2 separate regions of the Macaca mulatta genome follow, and region 2 is linked to region 1. Evidence: chromatin contacts called from public Hi-C data. All regions are on one chromosome and are shown on one strand. Each heading gives the region's core, a stretch centred on a gene start, on an enhancer-like site or on the middle of the called end of the contact. The rest is flanking DNA. Distances are from core to core; before and after follow the strand shown.

Region 1 (4,282 bases), core at 291-2,790:
CAGTGGCAGGATCTAGGCTCATTGCAAGCGCCGCCTCCCGGGTTCACGCCATTCTCCTGCCTCAGCCTCCTGAGTAGCTGGGACTACAGGCGCCCACCACCAAGCCCGGCTAATTTTTTTTTTTTTTTTTTTTTTTAGTAAAGACAGGGTTTCACCGTGTTAGCCAGGATGGTCTCGATCTCCTGACCTCGTGATTTGCCCGCCTCAGCCTCCCAAAGTGCTGGGATTACCGGCGTGAGCCATGGCGTCCGGCCTACAGTTCCACTTCTTAGAAGACTGTATGGTATAAAAATAATGTACAAGAGTTTGGGTCGTAACAATTTACTTTTCTATGTCTCTAATTTTCTGTTTCTCTATATATTTTGAGAGAGGGTCTTGCTCTGTGGCTCAGGCTGGAGTGCAATGAGTAATCACGGCTCACTGCAGTCTCAATCTCCTAGGCTCAAGTGATCCTCCTGCCTCAGCCTCCCCAGAAGCTGCAGGCGTGTGCCACCACATCTGGTTAATTTTTAATTTTTTGTAGAGACAGGTTTGGGGAGGGGGTCCTTACCATGTTGACCAGGCTGGTCTCGAATTCCTGGGCTCAAATAATCCTCCTGCATAGGCCTCTCAATGTTGGGATTACAGGCATGAGCCAGGGCGCCTGGACAATTTCCCAGATATAGTAACCTGCTGAACCACCTTAGGGTGCGTTTCAGCCTTAGAGGTCTCTTCTCTGCTAGTTATAAAGCAAGATCCAGGGGATCATTCTAGGTTTATCAAAAATCTCTCTTCCCTAGACAATGACGGGATAGAGGAAGAAAAAGCAGGCCCTTTGATTAGAGACACATTTTAATGCTGGCTTTAAATTCTCAGTCACGTGTTTTAAGCAAGATTTGAAATTCCTTCCGAAGAGTCTTGCTCCAGAGAGCGCCCTAAATCAAAATAGGAAACTGAGGCTAAGGTTCCAAATACCTTCAAACCGCCGGTACAGTACAAGGGCACGGAAGAGCGGAGACCGCGGACAAGGAAAGCCAGCATAAAAGCTGGAGGGGAGAAAGGAGAAGGGCGAGCGGGCTTCCATGAGTGAGGAATTCAGACAACCCAGCAGGGATTTTAGAGCAGCCTGCCGAGTCCGTGGGGGCTACGCCACAGTTCAGCCCCTTCCCCTCCCTCAGTTCGAGTCTTCCCGCCCCTGCCGGTCAGCCTCAGAACCCCAGCGCCGCCCAGACCCGCCTTCCCCACAGACCCTGCCACCTGTCAGTTTGAAAGGCCGCGGCCAGGGACAAAGAGATGGTCCAGTGGCTCAGAGGTCCCCAATGGGCCAAAGTTGCCCTAAAACCCGGGGGAGTGGCCTCGGCCTCCGCCCCCCGGCCCGGCCTTGCCAGGCTTTACCTTGAGTGCCAGGTGATGGACGCGGCCCAGGCCAGGCGCGGCCAGCAACTGCAGCAAAGCCAGCATCGGGAGCAGCCGGAGGCCGGCGGCCAGCCTAGGACGGCGGGAGGCGGAGGAGCCGACGGGCGCCAGAGCGGCCATGTTTGTTCCAGCATCACCAGCCGCTTCCTCTCCTGCCCACTTCCGGGATTAAAGGGCGCAACCGCCGGAAGGGCTCGGGGAGCGCAGCTCGGCGGCTAGCTCGGCTGAGCCTGTGGTGGTTTTCCTGGAGATTGCAACCTGGGAAGTCGCCGAGGGGCCTATGCTGACCACCTCGGGGCCCTTCGATTGGCTCCCCCGTGCAGACTTTCAGTTTAGCCCAAAGAGATGAAGCCAACCGCTTGGCGGTTGCCATAACAACGGTGGCCGAACCAGACCAGCCCGGGCCTCACCTCCGCCTCTCAGAGCCTTGGAAGCGACCTTGGGCTCGGGACCCCTGACCTCAGGGTCGGAGGATAGGGTGTGTCAGCCGCACGGTGTCTGGCCACTGATTGAACTGATTTCACTGACTGAACTGATTTCACTGAGCGTTAACTTGGAGCGAAATATTTAAAAATTCCTGGCTCGCCGTAGGGGTCCTGTGGTTTTTTTTAATAAGCGCTTCATACTCAAGTATCAGGTGAAATGGTTGCAATAATACGATTTATTGAGCCCTTATGAGGAAATTCGTTAGGCCTTTTGTTGTATTTAATTTTTGGAACAATCTGATGAGCTAGGAGGTAGGTATTATTATTCCTACTTTACAGGTAAGCAAACTGAGGCTCTGAAAAATAAGTCATTTGCTCCAGGTTGAGCTGGGAATCACGCGGAAGCTCTTAACTCCTGTGTTCTTTTTTTTTTTTTTTTTTTTTTGAGACGGAGTCTCGCTCTGTCGCCCAGGCTGGAGTGCAGTGGCCGGGTCTCAGCTCACTGCAAGCTCTGCCTCCCGGGTTCACGCCATTCTCCTGCCTCAGCCTCCGGAGTAGCTGGGACTACAGGCGCCCGCCACCTCGCCCGGCTAGTTTTTTGTATTTTTAGTAGAGACGGGGTTTCACCATGTTAGCCAGGATGGTCTCGATCTCCTGACCTTGTGATCCGCCCGTCTCGGCCTCCCAAAGTGCTGGGATTACAGGCTTGAGCCACCGCGCCCGGCCTACTGTGTTCTGTTGCCTCATGCTATTTCATCCAACCCTGAGTCTGGGTCTTAACATTTTTCTCTTAATTCTATATGGAAACTTTCTTTGCTTTTAGAACTTATGGGAACTTCTTTTTTTTGAGACGGAGTCTAGCTCTTGTCATCCAGGCTGGAGTGCAACGCCACGATCTCAGCTCACTGCAATCTCCACCTTCCGGGTTCAAGTGATTCTCCTGCCTCAGCCTCCAGAGTAACTAGAATTACAGACCTGCACCACCACGCTTGGCTAATTTTTGTATTTTTAGTAGAGACAGGGTTTCACTATGTTGGCCAGGCTGGTCTCAAACTCCCAACCTCAAGTGATCCTCCGGCCTTGGCCTCCCAAAGTGCTGGTATTACAGGCATAAAGCCACCGCACCCAGCCTACTTTGGAGTATTTTTTATCTTTTAAAGTTAAGTGTCATCTTTGAGAATCTCTGGTTTTAAATTTGAATATAATACTGTACTAAAAACAAAATGAGTCCTGGTGGGGTGATTCACGCCTGAATCCCAGCACTTTGGAAGGCTGAGGTGGGTGGATCACTTGAAAATCAGTTCTTTGGAACCAGCCTGAGCAACATGGTGAAACCTGGTCTCTACTAAAAATACAAAAATTAGGCCGGGCGTGGTGGCTCACGCCTGTAATCCCAGCACTTTGGGAGGCCGAGGTGGGCGGATCACAAGGTCAGGAGATCGAGACCATGGTGAAACCCCGTCTCTACTAAAAATAGAAAAAATTAGCCGGGCGCAGGGGCGGGCGCCTGTAGTCCCAGCTACTCGGGAGGCTGAGGCAGGAGAATGGCGTGAACCCAGGAGGCGGAGCTTGCAGTGAGCCGAGATTGCGCCACTGCACTCCAGCCTGGGCGACAGAGCTAGACTCCGTCTCAAAAAAAAAAAAAAATAAAAAATAAATAAATAAATAAAATAAAAATACAAAAATTAGCGGGCATCAAGGCATGCGCCTGTAGTCCCAGCTACTCTGGAGGCTGAGGCAGGAGAATCACTTGAACCTGGAAGGCAGAGGTTTCAGTAAGCCAAGATCCCGCCACTGCACTCCAGTCTCAATAAAAAAAAAAAAAAAAAAAAAAAAAATCAGGTAAGAATCTTAATCCCATTTAATAGTATAATAGTGATGAAACATTAAAATAGTTTTAAATAGGAGACTTTTGTCTTAGTTTCTGGACAGCAGTTTTATAAGGGCTTAAAACTGGGTTCTTAGGATTCCTTGCTTCTTTATACTTGGGTATTATGATGTAAACTACATGGCGTCATACCAATGCTGTCTGTCCAGAGGTTTAAGGGTAATATCTTCTCTCACATATTTGAAAGCTGTATTGTGCCAGTCATTATTTTGGAATTGAGAGAAATAAGAATGAGGGAAACCTGACTACAAAGACATTGTGGAGCATTTTCTCTACAGTTACTTCTTAAATTCTGAGAAAACTGCTACCTTGACAATTACATTTAGCCATGTGATTTCATAGTTTCAAGAAAAGATTATTTGCATAATCATGATGCTGTAACTGGAAACAGACAGGTTGAGTGACAGAACAAGTTATGCCTGCTTCTCCTGGCAACATTTTCAAAGGGGCGTTAGGCTTTAAGGTATTGAGTGAAAAAGCCTGCAGGGGCTGGAAAGACTGATCTCCTAAGCATGGCTTTTAGCCTTACTCTCTTGGTCAAGTACATTTTATTTTTCTATTTTCTCTTTTTTAT
Region 2 (4,308 bases), core at 1,311-3,810, 170 kb after region 1:
GATACTTTTGCTGACATAATATTAATCAAGCCGCCCATCCTGACCCCAGGCCTCTTTGTAAGCACTGCAGTGAGAAAATCAGCTGACCCTTCAACCACAGGGATCTGTTCAAATGAGCAGCAGGAAGTTTCCAGCTTTACCCCAGTAAACAAGTGAATGGGAAACCTAAGGTGTTAAAATCCGACCTTTCTATCCGATGACAAACTCATTTCCAGTCTGTGAACTCCTGGACAAAGCAAAGCAGCCACTGAAAAACTCGAAAATAGGGAGACGGCATTAACCTTGTAAAAGTCGGTTTTGCAAAAAGGCGTTCGGTCAAACTATGTGGTTTTTTTTTTTTTTCTTATTTAATTATTCAAATTTAGTTATTTCGTTATTCAAATTTAATTCAGAAAACAGCTCAGTTGGTTTCAGGGGGAATGGGGTGGGAGGGGTCTGGGCACATCCATTTATGATAATTTTAAATGTGTGATCATTACGTTGTATGTCTCAGTGCTGTACCAGGTGAATCTCTGTAATATTGACTAAACAGTTAAAGATATTTTGTAAATTTCAGGTCCATCTCATCAATGCTTGAAATATTAGAAAACCAAATTCCAAAGAACCAGGAATTTCCATTTCCACCCAAAGTATACTTTATTATCTTCTAGCAGTTCTCTGTTAAAATAAAAACAGCAAAATCTCAGCTACTTATATAATTTTCTCCTTTTATTTGAAAGTTACACTTAGAGATTAAGAATACATACAGAGAAGCCTTTCCGCCCTACTCTGTTTATAACTCTGTCCAACTTGCCCACAAACACTGCCCTCCTTAAACCCATCTGATGGGGCAAAGCCACTGTTTTCTTAGGCCCATAATTCAGTGCAGCTGTTTTATTGTTATAATGCCGGTGCACCGTGTGTGTGTGTGTGTGTGGTGTCTACGATGTGCTTATTTAATAATTGCCAAACTATTTAGAGTAACTTCCGGTGGGTCCATTGGATTGTGACTTTCTTTTATGGTTTTTCGATTTTTCGATTGCTCTCTGTTAAATATTTTCATAACTCCCCCCACAGAATACATGTGTATAGACTGCAACTTAAAAACTCAAAGCAGTACTTGAATGAGTTGTTTTAATGTTGTACTTTTATCTGTTTGTTTTATGGGTTCTCCTGCTGCCTAATGACCTTTCTGTTTTTATAACTGCCGGAAAGCCGCGAAGCGTCTCGCACGGGGAGCTAGGTCCCCGCTGCGGCTCCGCACTGGAGTTTATTAGAAACTCTGGGGTTCTGAGTAAGTTTTGTTTGAATACAGCAACATGATTGTCTCTTTCTATTCTCATTCTAAAAGAAAAGACTCTGGCATCTTTTAGTTGTACCCTCATATCCGCCTCTCTAATAAATGTTATATTTTTTCTCAGTATTGTGTATTTTAAGTGACTTTTCATGTTTCCAAGAAAATTATTCTGTGTAATGTGAATATTTAACTCTTTCATCTCCAGTAATAGGGAATTTTCTAGCCCAATGCTTTTTTAAAAATTCTGCCTCCCGCCCCCACCTCCTCCTTTTTAAATGACGGCACCTCCCGCGTCTGATCCTTTGTGCACTCAGGGCCTGAGAAGTCTGTGTTTCTTTTGTTTCTTTTCTCTCTCCTTGAGATGACGAGCTTTTCACGGTTTATTGCTGAATGAATACAGAACGACAGGTTTTGCTTTTCACCAAAGATTTTACATTGTGCTGCCAAAGACCCAAGAGTTTCCTTCTGAGAGAATCGGGCCTTCATGTTCCTTGTACCATTCTAGGAAACGGATGCATTTCTTTTCTCTTCTTTTTGGAGTCGAGGTCTCCCTCTGTCGCCCAAGCTGAAGTGTAGCAGCGCGATCCTGGCTCACTGCAGCCCCGACCTCCCTGGGCTCAAGCCATCCTTCCAACTCACCTTCCCGAATAGCCGGGACTACGGCAGTGCCAACGTGCCGGTTAATTAAACAAATTTTTTTGTAGAGATGAGGTCTGGTTATGTTGTGGCCCAGGCTGGTCTCGAACTCCTGAGCTCATGTGATCCTCCCTCTTCAGCCTCTCAAAGTGCTGGGATTGTAGGTGTGAGCCACTGCACCGGCCTCCGTTTTTTTTTGTTTGTTTGTTTGGTTGGTTTTTTTTTTTTTTTTGAGATGGAGTCTTGCTCTGTCATCCAGGCTGGAGTACAGTGGCCCAATCTTGGCTCACTGCAACCTCCATCTCCTGGGTTCAAGCGATTCTCCTGCCTCAGCCTCCCAAGTAGCTGGGATTACAGGTGCCCACCACCACATCCGGCTAATTTTTGTATTTTTAGTAGAGACGGGGTTTTACCACGTTAGCCAGGCTGGCCTTGAACTCCTGACCTCGTGATCTGCCTGCCTCAGCCTCCCAAAGTGCTGGGATTACAGGCGTGAGCCACCACGCCCGGCCCTGGCCTCCGTTTCTTACTTTCTCTCTAAACTTGTAAGAAAGATGAGCTGGGGCGGATGGCCTCATCAGTCTCCTGTTTGGGCTTCTCTTAACCCTGAAGGAAAGACCAGCTAAAGGCTAGAGAGAAAACCGTGAAAGTTCCTCATCTCAGACCTGCCCTGTGGTAACCAATTGCTCTGAGATGCCCCCTCCCACCCCTTCCCTCCCCTCCCACTACCCTCCCCTCCCAGGGCGGTGCAGTTTGTAGCCAAGAGCAAAATGCCCGCCTGGAACCCGCGCCATCCTCTCTAACGGCGAGTTTCTCTTTCTGTTTCTCTTTGTGTTGTAGATTCCTAGAGGGGAGTGCCTGCGAGCCTCAGGTGAACCTTCCTGGAGGAGCCTCCGTCTGCTTGTCCCCACAGGCCTCCAGTGCCCTGCCCTGTGGACGGCCCATCCCTCCGCAGCCCCATCCCTGCGGGGCGGTCTCTCTCTCTACAGCATGTTCCCTGCGGCCCTGCCCTCCCGCCCAGCCCGGGCCACCTCGTGGGGGACAAGCCTCGCCAGCGCCCACCCCCACGGCTCGGGTCAGTCCTCGTCGCTCCCCCAACCCACCCCGCGCAGGCCACTGAGACGGTGGGACACACACCCCCGCCTGCTCCTTCCTGGGCCCTCAGTCCACCCGGGCCCGTCCTGGCGGCCCTTCCGCGCTTCACACAGTGCCTTTAGTGAAAATGTCATCACGGGTCCCCTGAGGAGACAAGGCAGGTCCGGCGCACACCAGGCGGACTGAGCACTCGATGTCATCCCTGTGTCCCCGGCTGTCTGCTGTAGAAAACGCTTCCTCTTCTCCCGAGTCTGTGAGGTCCTCAGTGGTCCTTTTTGGATTCTAGGCTTGCACCTCATACTAAACATTGACCCTTTCACTATCCCCTCGAACTGAGAGCATCTGGTGGGCGGGGGGCAGGTGCACACACACCCACAGGCACACCCACCAGTACACACGCGTGCGCACACATTTTGGTTTGGCGCCCTGTTTTCAGTGGCCTGGGAAGGTCCACGCTGGAGGTCGAATTCCAGCTCGCCTTGTTGGCTCACCTGTGTCCACCGGCTGTGAGGAGCCCACGCCTGTCCTCTGCGTCACTTCCCTGTCCCTGAGAACTGTAGACCATGTGCTTGTGAGCGAGGCCCTCCCTCCCCTCTGCACCGGCTCATTGGAAAGCGAACATCCTCTCCTTTCCAGGAGCCCCAGGATTAGCATCTGAAGAGGTTAGCACTTCTTGTTGTTTTGTTTTGTTTTGTTTTTGAGACGGAGTCTCGCTTTGTTGTGCAGTGGCATGATCTTGGCTCACTACAACCTCCGCCTCCTGGGTTCCAGCAATTCTCCTGCCTCAGCCTCCCAGATAGCTGTGATTACAGGCGTGTACCACCACACCTGGCGAATTTTTGCATTTTTAGTAGAGATGGGGTTTCACCGTGTTGGTCAGGCTGGCCTTGAACTCGTGACCTCAGGTGATCCGCCCGTCTCAAAGTGCTGAGATTACAGGCGTGAGCTACTGCACCCCACCAAGGTTAGCACTTTAATCACCAAAGACCCCGTGCCTCTCGTGGTCCGTTGAGGGATCCCGCCGCCACCACCCCATTTATCACCTGCTCTTCAGGTCATGTGGAATTAGTTGAGTTTGCTTTTAGAGCTAAGTTTCTTTCCCCGTGTGGGTCTTTGAGGAAAACTTGAGATCCCCTAATCTGTGGCCCCCCACACCTTAGAGCAGAGCAGCCCCTCCTCTCATTTGGTGCAGAAACAGTCAAGAGGAACCATTGGCTGAGAGCTCCTGTGACTGAGAGCGCCACCGAAGCCTAGGGATGGCGTCAGGCGGCTTTATTTGCTTGGCTTTGTAACTTAGGTGG

What was found. Hi-C and Micro-C count contacts between places; a contact is called where the count stands out from the background.
Region 2: a contact with region 1 is called in a Hi-C map of fetal cortical plate, with 1.8 times the contacts expected there. The contact joins the enhancer-like site here to the promoter of GPR107 in region 1. A contact is called at or near these places in 4 of 14 Hi-C or Micro-C datasets (blood, fetal cortex germinal zone, fetal cortical plate and 1 more).

What each region holds. Positions count from the first base shown.
Region 1 is chr15:17,546,905-17,551,186 of T2T-MMU8v2.0, forward strand. GPR107 (G protein-coupled receptor 107) reads right to left here and starts at 1,541. Exons shown (of 20, transcript XM_077967789.1): 1 at 1,375-1,541. The coding sequence starts at 1,515. LOC144335043 (a long non-coding RNA gene) reads right to left here and starts at 3,665. Exons shown (of 3, transcript XR_013405478.1): 1 at 3,571-3,665; 2 at 2,550-2,738; 3 at 1,595-2,235.
Region 2 is chr15:17,719,426-17,723,733 of T2T-MMU8v2.0, forward strand. It overlaps FNBP1 (formin binding protein 1), which reads left to right. Exons shown (of 17, transcript XR_013405453.1): 16 at 2,753-4,308. Among named protein-coding and RNA genes, the nearest start is that of USP20, 56 kb to the right of the region's middle. Within about 2 kb of position 2,561, at least 3 of the 40 cell types and tissues checked have an H3K27ac peak or open chromatin away from gene starts, as enhancers often do. A contact at or near this core is called in fetal cortical plate, where this site is marked.